Linked DNA regions of Sus scrofa: regions 1 and 3 are each linked to region 2. The links are chromatin contacts, called in public Hi-C and HiChIP or PLAC-seq maps. All regions are on one chromosome and are shown on one strand. Each heading gives the region's core, a stretch centred on a gene start, on an enhancer-like site or on the middle of the called end of the contact. The rest is flanking DNA. Distances are from core to core; before and after follow the strand shown.

Evidence for each region. Hi-C and Micro-C count contacts between places; a contact is called where the count stands out from the background. HiChIP or PLAC-seq counts read pairs in DNA pulled down with a chosen protein or histone mark.
Region 1: a contact with region 2 is called in a Hi-C map of liver, with 2.6 times the contacts expected there. The contact joins the enhancer-like site here to the promoter of ARID5B in region 2. A contact is called at or near these places in 6 of 47 Hi-C or Micro-C datasets (embryonic fibroblasts, fibroblasts, liver and 1 more) and 1 of 2 datasets of contacts at active chromatin or transcription factors (skeletal muscle).
Region 3: an H3K27ac HiChIP or PLAC-seq map of alveolar macrophages shows a contact between it and region 2. The contact joins the enhancer-like site here to the promoter of ARID5B in region 2. A contact is called at or near these places in 1 of 5 promoter capture datasets (liver), 15 of 47 Hi-C or Micro-C datasets (adipocytes, alveolar macrophages, blood and 6 more) and 1 of 2 datasets of contacts at active chromatin or transcription factors (alveolar macrophages).

The regions. Positions count from the first base shown.
Region 1 is chr14:65,346,600-65,351,594 of Sscrofa11.1, forward strand. No RefSeq gene overlaps it. Among named protein-coding and RNA genes, the nearest start is that of ARID5B, 60 kb to the right of the region's middle. Within about 2 kb of position 1,797, at least 12 of the 83 cell types and tissues checked have an H3K27ac peak or open chromatin away from gene starts, as enhancers often do. A contact at or near this core is called in liver, where this site is marked.
Region 2 is chr14:65,406,013-65,410,619 of Sscrofa11.1, forward strand. ARID5B (AT-rich interactive domain-containing protein 5B) reads left to right here and starts at 2,591. Exons shown (of 10, transcript XM_021072755.1): 1 at 2,591-3,086; 2 at 3,517-3,771. The coding sequence starts at 3,066.
Region 3 is chr14:65,441,900-65,446,610 of Sscrofa11.1, forward strand. ARID5B (AT-rich interactive domain-containing protein 5B) reads left to right here. Exons shown (of 10, transcript XM_021072755.1): 3 at 193-418. Among named protein-coding and RNA genes, the nearest start is that of ARID5B, 36 kb to the left of the region's middle. Within about 2 kb of position 3,207, at least 19 of the 83 cell types and tissues checked have an H3K27ac peak or open chromatin away from gene starts, as enhancers often do. A contact at or near this core is called in alveolar macrophages, liver and mesenteric adipose tissue, where this site is marked.

The DNA of each region.
Region 1 (4,995 bases), core at 547-3,046, 60 kb before region 2:
GTTCCTCACAGAGTAAAATTAATCTGTTACCAGCCCGCTGACCTGCAAGTCAGGTTTCAGTAAAGTAGGCACCAAGTGGTGGGGGGTGGGGGGTGGGCAGAGGAAAGGGGTGAGTTAGGGTGGGGAGGGAGCTAAGATCTCTTTGACTTGGAGAAGGAAAAAAAAAAAAAAAAAGCTTTGAGGAATGTCTCAACCCACCCATGCCATCAAATGACAGAAAATAAGTTGAACGTGTATTTGAGCCGAGGAGTGTTTGAAAACATTTAATAGCTCCATCCATAACGACATCCACTGCAGGAATGTTAATTGTTAAAATCTGTACTGCAGTTATTTCTTTAAGCAGAGGGGCTGCATTAAGTGGAAATTCAGCTCCTTGTTTCTCTTCTTTCTCCACATATATTTGCACTTAAAAAAAAAATTATGAAATAAGTCAGATGTCAGATGGAGAGCTTTCTAGCACAAGGGAATGCAAAACAGTGTTAAAGATATATGCATATGCGGGAACAAAAAAACAACATTGGTAACATTTTGTTCTTGATTAAATTTGTGCTCCTAATACAGTAGATTAAAAATAAGTCCAACTGTTAAACACATGAGGGTTCCGCCACTGCTCCTGTGCCAGGAAAGCAGCTATCACTGCGGACCTGGCCTGACTCTCCCTCAGTAGCCTTGAGGAGACAGAGGAAATCTGACCCCCAGGAAACCTGAACCCCCAAGTCCATCAATGACCCTGCAGTTTGGAGATTCCTCATTTTTGTCTGCTGATTATACCCCAGAACCTTCTTCATGTCTTCTCACACTGTGTCAAATCTGGTGTCTCTCAGCAAAGGTGAAAGAGAATATTGGCTTAGAAAGATGGAGACAAATTGCTAATAGCCAGCCCCAATCTCTTGGAAGAAAATGAAAGTTAAGTTGTAGTCCCTTGGGAAGCTACTTGAGAAACTTGTGTCCTTTAAGAAGATGGGTGCAAGCCCCACATTCCACTCCCTGGGAACTTTATGACAGGGACAAAAGATGGGATTGTATACCAAAATACCTGAACTGGAAGACACTCCAGAGATCACAGTCAACTCTCTTCCTTTGGGGAAGATGCCCAGCAACGTTAGGGGCAACATCACACTGGGGAGTCCGACCCAGCTGGACACAGAACCCAAGCTTTTATTTCCCCAACCCTGTCTGTTGTATGATGCCATCTTGACCATTCAGTTTGTTCAAAAAAGAGACAGAAATTAAACCCAGGGGTAAAAGAAATAATATATATTAATTATAGTAATGGCTCTTTACCTAATCTGTGTGCTGTTACACTTACATGATTTCTTGGAATATGTAGGGTTTTTTTCTTTTTTTAATAAAAATACCAACTCTTCAATTCTTACTCTCTCCTCCCACCACAAAAATCTTCCCCTCCTAGCTTGCCCTGCGCCCTCTCAAATGTACTTTTTTATGGTCTTTGGTCAGTCTGGTTTAATAGGTTACCTGTTGCTGACACTCACTTCACGGAGAAGTGGAGCTCTCTGCTGTGAATTGCTTTCTAGCAGCAGAAGGGTTTGAGGCTGTGACATTTGCAAATCTAGGAAGGATAGCTCCCCAAAAGCAATGCAGAGAATTGCAGATATTGCCAGGAAAGGAGAACAGTTAATTGAAACTATTTGGGGCATGCCGTATTGAACAACGAGATGGTTTCTGAGCAACACATATCTAAATGTGGCTTGCCAAAGACCTGCACACTTTTAATTTGCTCTACAAATTTGGTTAGCCCAATAAAGTGTAAACATCAAATACTGGTCGTGGAGCACATTAAACATTAACCAACTGAGACCTTAAAGACTTAAGAGAACATTAAAATTGGAGGAGAAAGATAGGCCAGGCAACTCTGGGAAATTAGGTTAGACTCTAAAAGAGAATGTTTGTTGGCTGGGTAAAAATAAAATAAAAACTATTTTAAGGTTGGTAACCATTTGTCTCCGTAGACAGGCTATTTCCCCCACCCCACCCCTCTGGAGATTATATTTTTAAAAGCAAGCAAATGTACCAAGTCAATTTGATTTTTCTGATTGTCCTCCAAGACACAATGTATTACCACCTAAAGGAGCCCTGAAAAGAGGTATTTCCATTGCCTGTTCCCAGATCTCTGAATCCTTAGATGCAGCTCTGCCTTTTAGCCATTTTGTGGGTTTGTATGTATGCCACCTTGCTTAGCCTGGGGCTCAAACCCCATGAAAGTTCAGTAAGCTTTTGCTGGACAGCAAAATGAAAATGCCCTCTAAGGAGATAAGAATGGCTCCCAGTTTTACCCATTCAGACTTGTGGGGTAGAGCTCACCCAAAACAGGCATGAGTATGTGCTTATTGCTGCTTATTGTGTTCCTTTCTCAACAAGAGCAATAAGCACTTCCTTTGAAACAGTAAAATTCAGGAACAGGAAAGTAATACCATATTCAAGTACCTTGTTCTCTAAGTCTCCTTTGCCCCAGGGGGGCTCACAAAGTAAATTCCTGCAAAGTAAGAACATTTTCTCTCAGGAGAAAGTTTGGTACTTTAGTTCTTTGATACTAAGAGTCTAGGAGATCCGAGGTGACAGCTCTCAACAATCCCACAGAAGTCACAGAAGGCTGAGTGTAAGAATAGGTTAAACCACTCCTAGACCAAGAATTAACTCCTAAGACAATTTAAATGTTGCTGCTGATTGTCATGAGATTCAAAATATCTAGCTGTGATGGAACAAAAGAGCCTTAAAACACTGTCTTAATTTGGGTTGCCTCAGAAGTAGACCCTGAGACAAGAATGAATGAAAGAAGCTGATTTGGGGAGTTCCTGTTGTGGCTCAGTTGGTTAAGAACCCGGCATACTAGCATAAGGACAAGGGGTTCTATCCCTGGCATTATTCAGTGGATTAAGGATCTGGCATTGCTGCAGCCTGCAGTGTAGGTCACAGATGTGGCTTGGATCCAGCATAGGCCAGCAGCTGCAGCTCTGATTCAACCCCAGCCCAGGAACTTCCATGTGTCACAGGTGTGGCTGTAAAAAGAGAAAAAAGAAGCAGCTGATTTGGGAGGAAAAGAAACCCCAGATGTGGTGCAGAAAAACAAGACAGGAGAGGGAGGTCAGTTGACATGAGATGTATTAATAAGCCAGCTACAAGTTGGCAAATGGAGCTTAATCTCCATAGAAAGCTCTGGGAGCCAGTATAGAACACACACCTCAGAATTATCCCACTAGAGAGATGGGAGCTTGGGTATTTATACATCACCTGTCATCAGTCTTTGGATGAGGTTGTCCCTTTAGGAGGCAATAATTTCAGGGCGTTTGCAGCTGACCACATAGGCAGGTAAAGCAGGTTTTGGTGGCCAAAAGAAGCTATGAAGCAAAGAAATGCAGGAGCTTGGAACTGGAAAGCAGGCACACATGCTCTAAAGTGTGAGGGCAATACCCTAACAGGCCCCTTTGGTGAAATGTCTAAATATCAGCAATAACTCCTGAGAAGTTTAACTGCAGTTCTTTTGTAAAAGTTTGAGCAAATAACTTCTCCGAGTCTCCACTGCTCCTTTATAAAATGCCTATTTCATAGTATTCAGTGATACAAGACTAGAAAAGTAAATGACATAATACTCCGTATAGTAACTGACACATGCCAAGTACCCAGTGCTATTATAATGACTCAAAAGTGAGTTTTCTGACTTCAAATCCCACTTGTGCCACCAACTATTCATATACCTTCAAGCAAGTCATTTAGTCTCTCTGGTGCAGGACTTCCCCATCTTGAGAGTGGAGATAGAAATTGCCTGCTGTTCATTCCCCAGACAGTGAGGTCCAAAGAGGACTATGAAAGGACTAAGCCACACTTATTGAGCACTTTCCAGTTTACACAATACTTTTATATGTGCCATCTTATTTCTGAGCAGGAAGGCATTTTGGACTTACAAATCATTCTTCCAGTGGAGGGGACCTCCATTTCTCCAAAGGCCCTCAAGTCTAATTTGCATTTGGATTAGGCTGTAGATTGTGAAGTGATCAGAGTCCTATAGGAGCTACACATAGGTACCAAGAGGAAATTGGGTTTGACTTGTCGGTGCTTGGCTGGGCAGTCAGGGTGGGCATGAGGGTCAGTATCCAGGAAGGACATGCCCAGGTGGATCTTGTAGGCTCATGTTCAGAGTTGAGTATTTATAAAGATTCTAGGTGAATCAAGAGTAGCATTTATATTGGAATCATTTAACCAGTGAAGCCATGCAGCCAGAGATCAGAGTGGACCTTTCTGGAGAAGGCAGGTAAGGTGGCCTCATGCATGCCAAACCAGGAGATGGGCACCTAAAACAGGCTGCCGATGATTCCATCAGCACATCTGAGCACTGATTATGTTATCCCGATTTACAGTTGATAAAATGAAAGCTTAGGAAAGATCCTTGCCCAGGTTGTGCAAAAGTGTAGTCCAGGTCTGTCTGATGCCAAAAAAAAAGGTGGTGTTTTTTTTTTCCACCCCTCACCATATGCGGTTCCCCAGCCAGGGATCAGATCCAAGCATGGTTTTGACCTATACCACAGATGTGTGCAGTGCAGGATTCTTAACCTCCTGGGCCAGAGGTTGAATCTGTGTCTTAGCACTACAGAGATGCTGCTGATCCTGTTGTGCCACAGCAGGAACTCAAAAGAGAGGGTTTTAAGCTACCACATAACACTGACTTTCTATAACATCATAATATTTTGATATGATTCAAAATGTAACTATAATAGAGAAAAATGAAATAAAGAAAATCTGATATATTTTTAATGTGTATATCCTCAGGGGAAAATATAGTACAGCAAACCATTGACAGTCACTGGACTAAGTATTTGAATCATGAATGTTCTCCACAAGAGAAGACAAAGTCAAAGAACACAAACCAAGCAGGAGGCATAACTCTCCCAGACTTCAGGCAATATTACAAAGCCACAGTCATCAAGACAGTGCGGTACTGGTACCAAAACATACATGCAGACCAATGGAACAGAAGAGAGA
Region 2 (4,607 bases), core at 1,341-3,840:
TATTTGCTACACAGATAATTTACAGGTGCCTATCAAGCATCCTATTAAAGAGGTAAAATAGAGGGGGTTTTTTTATAAGTTTTTTGTTTTTTTTTTCTTTTTTGTAAACACTCACCATTGTGATCTATAATTTTAAAAATCATTCATAGGATTGGACCTGAGGTTTGATTTGTTAGATTTTAGTGTGTTCTTGGGGTTGTTGGTGGTGGAGCTATAAAAAGGGAAGAGAGTACTATTATTCACTTTTGAAATTTAGCATTCATCTGATTACAAGACTGCAGATATTCAAAAATACTCAGATCCCTGCAATTGTTAACGTCTCAAAAACCTTATCGGGAGTTTATGAGAAGAGAGATTACGCAGCATGCAGCCTAGTTTAACGCCTACCTTGAAGAGACATAGAAACAGCGTTTCTAATTAGGTTCCTTATAAACCCTTAAAGACTTAGAGCACCAAAACCCAGCAGAAGTTGCTTAGATGCTGTAAAGAGCTGTGTATTTTTTAAGAGAGAGATTTAATATACAATCGAGGGATACCCTCAGGCATTTTGTTGAGGTTTCCTGCATAAATGCTGCTGCATTGGTCATACAGGAAACTGACTCACAGTCGATCTCAAATATGATCTTGTCAAAATACTGCAACTCAAGTTTTTTAATATAGGATTTCTTGAACTGGACATATATATTTACACTAACAGGACAGAGACTAATTGAAGCCTAGGGCATCTCTCCTATATTTAAAAAAAAGTACATGTAAAATGCCCTTCAGTCAAGTTCATTCATATGTAAAAAAATGAACAAAATGGGTTATTCTAATCAAACGTTTGCAGTATGCATCATAAAGTTAAAAAGAGAGAAAGCGCCAGAGAGCTGTAATTTCTCTTTGTAACCCATGTTTATAAAATAGAAAGATCAGATGAAATTTCAAGGCAGATAATTAAAGAGTGATGTGCAAGTCATAATTTGACTAATGCAAAAGATGGGAGACTGCGAATGGTTACATTGTCCTCCTCCACTGTGCAGAGTTGTGATATTACTTTAAATTATTAAAATAGTTTTCAACATCTTTCAGAATACCGGCTCTTTGGCATGGGCTTTTATTACTTATTGTAATTGGAGGATCTGCCATTTTCTTTCGTTTATCTCTGTGTGTATAGAAACGAGATAGATCTTGCCTTTTATTACTTCCCCATGTTCTGAATCAAAAATGTGGTTTAGATAATGTTAAGTGCCCTAATTCTTACTGCATCGGACTCAGACGTTATGAAAAGGCATAAAAATACACAGAGAGGGTCTTTCCACCTCAAGTCACTGAATATGAGGCATTTGTGCTCTGCCGGGTGTATTAACTTCAGCCATGTGAATATAATTTTCATTAAAGTAATCCTGTTTCAACTAGATGCTGTGACTAGAGGTGAAACGTTGCGAAAGCGTTAAAAATAGCTTACTAGTAATTTCAACATCCTGTAATTTTATCACAGATCAAGTTTCAACTGTCATACTATAACAGACCTTATTCCCCATATAGTACATGTTTACTTTTTTAGCATGCCAGACCCACTTTGGAAAGATTGGTGCCAATATAATAAAATCGGAGGCGGGGGGGGGGTATACTGAAAGGAGTGGGAGGAGAGCCGAGAAGGGGGTGGGGGAGCGTGGGGGAAGCGAGTACACCATTTTACATCAACACTGCGAAAATGCAATCTAGCCTGGCGGAGGACCGGCAGCTGGGTCGGAGCGAGCGAGGGCTTTGCAGTCTCTGCCTGTTCCTTGTTCTGTCGCTCTTAAGTTTCTCTGTGTTTGCATAATAGCCGTGCATGCAAACCTCGCAATGCTCCAGGGCTCCAGAACAATAAATATACACATTTAAAGCCTTTATTGTCTTACGGTTCATGCCCCCGGTTTTCAACAGCTTAATTTCTGGTTGTATTTAACTAGTTTGCAAATGGATTTTTTCAGTTTCAAACTATTATTGAGGAAGCTCCCCTCCCTTTTTTGGCGGGGGAGGGGTTGGGGGTGGGGTAGGAGTCGGTATATTATTCCTGTAGCGCTGGGTTATATAAACACATTATCATTTGAGAGCGCCCTTGGCGTCCATCAGCATTGTAAACACGTACTAGTGTATATACTTCAAAATTAAAGAATGCACACGCAGAACCGGGAGCCTGAATTCATATTCCGAGCAGACTCGCTGCTCGCATTTATTGATTTATCATGCATCGTTTATTGTTCCAGTCCCTAAATGCAGTCGCTGTCCGTTCAATATTGTTTGCAAAATCCTGAAATGTGTGTGCACTGCTCACTTGTCTTTCTGTTTTTTTTTTTTTTTGCTGAGTGTTTTTTTTTGCGAAGCGAACAAATGCATTAATATTTATATGTTTATATAATCGATAACCCACTTTTCTCTTCCATGTAAATAGGCATCAAAAGATAATTTAACAGATTAGTTCTCGAAAACATGGCAGTGAGGAAGCGTAATTTAACTATCAAACAAATCTACATGTCTAATAACAGCAAATCTGCTAAGGAGCATTAGAAAGAGGAGCAGCGCCCCGGAATCTCTGCAGGAAATGTTCTTTATATTAGACATATACAAGCAGGTCCTGTCAGATGCACAGCGGAGCTCGCTACCTCTTGTCTCCTCCAAAAAATCTCACCAAACGATACCCCTAGACAAGGGAGACAGAGAAGAGGGAGATCTCATCTTTGCACAATTTAAGAGTAGATTTTATTTTTACAAACCTTCCTATATGTTTTTTGCCTTGATCCATCCGCTTCCCGCCGAGATTGGACGGAGCCTTTCTCCCGATTATGAATTTGATCAACCCACATTTGGAAGGAACCCTACACAGTTCTGACAGGAGCTGAAAATTGAGTCGTCAGAGAAATATTAGGACATATTTTCAATCATTTTGGTGCTGGGGGGGAGGCAAGGGCTTAGTTTTATATTGAGACATTACGCCAGCTGAAGGCAGAGAATGTTTTTCCCTGCCAGGACCTGATGCAATCCATTCAAGCCAACAAGTTTGGAGAGAATGTTGAGTTCAATCAATTCAGAACGTCGAGATGGAGCCCAACTCACTCCAGGTATTTCGCTCTTCTCCGCTCCTCCGATCCCGGCACCCCCCCGGCACCCCCCAGGCCCCCAGCTTACCCACACCTCTGCACCCACCCACACCCCCCACAAACTTTTCACCAAACTTTTACCCTCTGCATCCCCCCAAATCATTTTTATTGTTTAAAAAAATCCCTGCACCGATCATACATACATAATGTAATTTTACCTCCTCAGATGGAGAGGTAGGGAGAGGTGGCGGGGGGGGGGGGGGGCTGAGGGTTTTTTTTTTTTCTTTTAAGGGAGGCAGAAATTTTGTGGGCTCTATTATTTTCCACCCAGCTTTATATCTGTTGCCTCTTCTGTATTAAGAGTGTGGATGTCTGTGTGTAAATATGTCTGGGAATAGACGTTTGTGCTCTGATGGCTACATTATTTATTTGGTGCTTTTTTCCCCTGCAGTGGGTCGGCTCACCGTGTGGCTTGCACGGACCTTACATTTTCTACAAGGCTTTTCAATTCCACCTTGAAGGCAAACCAAGAATTTTGTCCCTTGGCGACTTTTTCTTTGTAAGATGTACGCCAAAGGATCCGATTTGCATAGCGGAGCTCCAGCTGTTGTGGGAAGAGAGGACCAGCCGGCAACTTTTATCCAGCTCTAAACTTTATTTCCTCCCAGAAGACACTCCCCAGGGCAGAAATAGCGACCATGGCGAGGTGGTAAACTTATATCTCCCTTTCTTCTTCCTTTATTATTTTTCCCCCAGTAATGCTTATTACAGGGCAAGCTTGAAAATACTGTATTCACTTCTGCAGGCGAGCAGGATCGACTCCTTTTTTAAAGGGGTAGCGCCACTAGCTGGGGCTCGAGTATTTTGCCATTGTCAGAGTTTGGCTGTCAGCTTTACAAAGAGGATCCAACTGCTGATTTTAGTCAAGATCAAATAACTTGTTCGAGAAGGGTTTTGTTCAAGGATGTGTGTGCGCGTGTGTGTGTGTGTGTGTGTGAGAGAGAGAGAGAGAGAGAGATCGTTCGCTCTCCTGCTACTGCTGCCTGAACATCACATGCTTTTTATGTTTTTTGCCTTTGAAAATTTACCTTCGCGTCTGGCTGGGTCGGGGAATGGGTGGATTTCTTTCGGTAGGTTTCGATATTGTTCACGTTTTAATTTTTTTTTAAAGTAAGTATTTGATATGTTTAAGAGGGCGGAAATTACGAAATGGAGGCAGAGTGAGATCAAAAGCTATTGAGTTGGCAAAGACGTGTTGAATAAAGTGATAAATGACAGGTACTGGAATAATACATTCAAATAACTTGCAGATCTGCCCGGGCGGATTTCAAAGCGGTCGTGTAACCGGCACAAACACGTTAAGCAGTAACAACTATCTCTCGTGCCCACCCCCTTCCCCCCCAACAAGACATCTGATGTTCTAGTTTTCAATTACTCCACGCAAAGTGGTCGTCTTCCAACGCGATTTTTGGGGATGTGTGGGACGTGGACACGGGAGGGAAGGGCAGAGGGGTGTGTGCTCGCCCAGTGGCCCTGCGGGTC
Region 3 (4,711 bases), core at 1,957-4,456, 37 kb after region 2:
CAACCAGGGAGAAAACTATTGAAATGAAATGAGTTCCTGAAGGTTCTCTGTCACTGAAAAACACATTATCGTTTGCATCAGGTTTAGCTCCTCAAAGGGTATTTCAGAGGGGCTTGGTTGAAAATGTATCTGTGTCGTTGACTTCAGAACCACAAATAATGTTTCTTGTTCTTCCCCAACTGCCTCTTGTAGGATGAAGTCATTGCTGTTTCGGAAAAGGTGATTGTGAAGCTTGAAGACCTGGTCAAGTGGGTGCATTCTGATTTCTCCAAGTGGAGATGTGGCCTCCAGGCAGAGTCAGTGAAAACAGAGTCCTTGGGAAGGAATGGGCAGAAGGAAGCCCTGCTGAAGTACCGGCAGTCAACCCTAAACAGTGGACTCAACTTCAAAGACGTTCTCAAGGAAAAGGCTGACCTTGGTAATTATCATGAGTACTTCTGAATTTGCTGTGTGGGTGTATACAGTAACCTACTTCTTGTAGGTTTTTCTGGAAACTCTAACATTATATATATTATATCATTTATTTTACAAAATATTATTCTATATAATTCATTTTATTTTTATTATTTATATATACATACATATATACATATATGTATGTGTATGTATTATGGGTGTATACATATATGTGTATGTGTGTGTGTGTGTGTGTGTGTGTATAATTTGTTTAACCTCAAAGGAACCTGGGAAGATGGACAGATGACTGGGTGTGCAAAGGTGGATATTACCTGTTGGGTCACAGGACCTTCTATGTGTGGGCCCTGTGCTGGAAACTGGGTGAGAGAACACATGGCCATCAGCAGCTTCAGTTGCTGTCAAGGCATAAGACTTTTTTAATTGAGGCACCTAAAATTGAATTCATAGAGAGTTTAAATATTTGTTCTAAGTGGATAATATGACATGTGTTAACACCGTGTCGGAATTTCACGTTTCATGTCACATTGGGAGGAAAGCAAAGTGAGGAAGAGAGATGAGTTAATTAGTGTGGAACAGGAGAGCAGGTCAAAGCAGGGGAACCAAGGGCAAGCAGCTCATGGCAGAGGTTCCCCGAGTTCCAGCATTTAGTGGTCACTTTCAACTATATGTTGTTTTCTTTCCTTCCTTGCCCTCTTCCGCTCTAGGTTTAGGATGTGGCATAGTTATTCTGTGGAGTGTTTGAATCCTGACTCTGTAGCTTGTTGAGCTGTGTCGCCTTGGGCAAGTAAATTAAGCTTCAAGCCTCAGTTTCCCCATCTGAAAAATCTGGAAACTTTTTAGGGTCTCTGGGAGATGAAAGATACAGAGGGTCTGGCACAGTGATTGGTGTATAAATATTGGTGAATGGAGAAGGGATCCATAATTAATTTGATTGCTTTTTCTTAACACACTCTTCTCCAATGACTTTTTTGTGTTCTTTCCTAATTTTTTTCCCCATTTGTGTCTCCTCGTGGCCTTCACTGACTACTTTCCTAGCATTGCTCAAGACCAAAGTTGTTGACCTCTGATTTAGACGAGTTATTTCCTCTTTAGGCAAAGAGGAACTTCACTTTTAACATATTAAGGCATCTTTTTCTTTCATTCTAGCACAATGGTGATTTTCATAGCCCTATTTTATGCCGAATGTGAGAACTTCCTGTTTTTTTCAACCTAGATTTTAACTACTACAACAAACCTACACTATTTTAATTGGCATAAAGAGACTGGATAACACCTGTAACTGACTTGTCTTTCATGTGATTCAGGTTTGTGATGAGCTGTGCTGTGTTTTGGGAATAGCATTAATATTTTCTTGGAGTCTGAGCTTAATAATCAGCAGTTTCTTGGCACCTTTTGGTAGATGTCAGACGGTAATATTTTGGACATAGTGGCCTGATTGTCATGTGCACATTTAGAGAAAATTATTAATCTAGTGATTTTCATTTTAAAACCAAAGAATTTTTTGGACTTATCTTCCTATTTGGCTGTTACACCCCCAATTTTGTGAATAAACAATGACTAGCCTTCTGACATATGGTCATGCTGAATAATATAGCTGTTGTGTTACTTGCCTTATATATGATCTAAGTTGTATTGCTATTGTCTTATGTTTTCCTTAACATAAAACCTTTCTTTTGTTTGTTTGATTTTTTTTTTGTTATGAAATATACTGTTACTAATAAAAAACTAAACAGGAAACCCACAGGGGACAAAAGGATGTGTAGATGGTTAAGCTTGATGTCACTCATATAAACAAGATTATTTATAGCAGAGTTGTTTTGTGTTTAACATTGATAGTTTATTAATGAATGAAAAGAAACCCAATTTCTTAATTTTATCAAAAGATTTAGAGGTTTTGGAGTTCCCATTGTGGTGCAGCAGAAACAAATCCAACTAGTAACCCTGAGGTTGCGGGTTCGATCCCTGGCCTTGCTCAGTGGGTTAAGGATCTGGCAGTGCTGTGAGCTGTGGTGTAGTTTGCAGACAGAGCTCGGACCCAGCGTTGCTGTGGCTGTGGTGTAGGCCAGCAACTATAGCTCCCATTTGACCCCTAGCCTGGAAATTCCATATGCTGTGGGTGTGGCCCTAAAAAAAGCAAAAAAAAAAAAAAAAAAAAAAAAAAAATTAGAGATTTTGATCTTGCTGAATTCTAAAAATGTTCATTATCTAACTTTTCAGTGATTGATTCCAGAAGCAATTTGTTTATACTGAATATTCAAAGTACTTGGTGGTTTTTAAACCTAGTTGTTCATTAGACTGACTTATATTTTTAAAATAATTCTGATTGCTGAGTCCAGATTCTTCATTAGAAGGATTGAGGCAAGGCCAAGGAATGTGTACTGATAACTAGGTGATTCTGATTTTTTTTTTTTTTTTTTTTTTTGGTCTTATTTGGGAGACAGCTCTGCTATTAGTTTAATGCAGAGGAAGGGAAAATAAGCAACAGGGGATTTGACTGACTGGGAAGCTCTCTGGCGAACAAGAAACACCATGTATTTTTTCCTTTCTTTCTTTTTTTAATGTAATATACACCTTTAAGGATAGAATTTGGGACCTTGAAATTCTACTCAGTTGGTATGAACTGTGGGGAATTTGAGACAAATAGCTTTTGTAATTGGAATGCACACTGTGTTGTAATAATGTGGAAAGAGAAACAAAAACTTGCCTTAATGTTATGCGTTTCCAGTATCTGCTTGATCTAAGGTTTACAGATCTACATTGTGATACTTTATGTTGGGGAGATAGGGGTGCCATTTGCTGTATGCGTTCCTGTCCCAGCAACTTTCTCTTCAACCCCTTCCTTTCTCTGTCTGCAACATCAAAATATTTGTTGTCTGTACTTTTCTTTCTACACAGTGGTTTTGTTATCTCCCTTTCTCTTGGCCACACTGAAACCACTTCCAATACCACATTGCTAATGGAAGTTCACACACTTATTAGGTTTTTCCTTCTGTAGAACCCTTCCAACTCCTCATTGTTCTTACCAAAGAAAGAAGATGAACTCCGAGATTACCTGAGCCTCCCCCCACCCCCCGCCCCCTGGCTCCTTTTTTTCCTAGTGGAAGAAAGCAAAGGATGGAAAGATCTCACCTTTTGGGAATAAAGTAAAACTCCAATATGTTATTTTTTTTTAACTGAATGATTTCATCATGTTTTAAAACATCAATAATAACAAAATCATTAGGTTGACTCTGAAAGATGGGATTTTACCATATAGAAGTGCATGAAAGAACTCCTCTTGCTCAATGTTTAGGTAGAATAAGTTCCCTTTAATCCTAGTTTGTGTCACTTCCTGTCTCTCTCTGAAGAGTAAAGAAAACAAGCATGTTCTCACAAATGTGGGTCTGCCAACAAATTAATACTCCACAAAGAGAAACTCTGCCCCAAATGGCAGTTTCCAATAACTGCTCTGATTCAAATCACAACTCTTTCATTTTTTTTATCCCTTTTCAAGGATATTTGCAGATGTCATGTTTGCTTTTTAAAAAATCTATAGTGTTTTAAGAACTTAAATGGTGACTGAAACTACAGATCTGGATAGTGGAGAAACTAATAATCTTTAAAAACACTTCTGAGGTGTGTGAGAATCCATTCGTCCCCTTCTCTCCTCTTTGTTCTTTTCAAAGAAAGAAAGTTCAGTAGGAAACCAATTCAGATTGGAACTTGACTCAGTGAGATGTTTTACCTTTTTTTTTTTTTTTCAGATAGTTTCATACTGAAGTTTATAGAAGAGAAAGAAAGAAACAATAACTATTTTAAAATGGAAGGGTTAAGGAATGTATTATTCATAAGCATAACGAACACAGGAACCTGTTTTTCCAGAAGAATCAGGTTGATTAAATCATTCACTACACAAGCCTCTAGTTATTTATTTTTGTCTTTAGAATTACAGTACTTAGCTTTTGTAATAAAGTGGACTCGATACCCATATTTGGTATGGCAGTTGGAACTAGTCAGATGAAGAATTATTTCATTTTACAAAATTTTTAGCAACGAAGGAATATAAACACTATCAGTTAAACATAGCAAACTTGCATTTTTTATTCCTTGGGCTATAGTTTGAAAAAAAATCAAATTATTTTATGTAACACTGCTTCTTACAGAGTTCCTTTAAGTGAAGTATGAAAGCTGCAGTGTAAGCTTTATTGGCCTATAAATATGTCGTTATAGTTGGACTACATTTATATGCTTTGGATTGTTGTTTAAGCCAAGAAAATATGTCTCTACAGGTTGACTTTTTATTGAAACCCTTTGA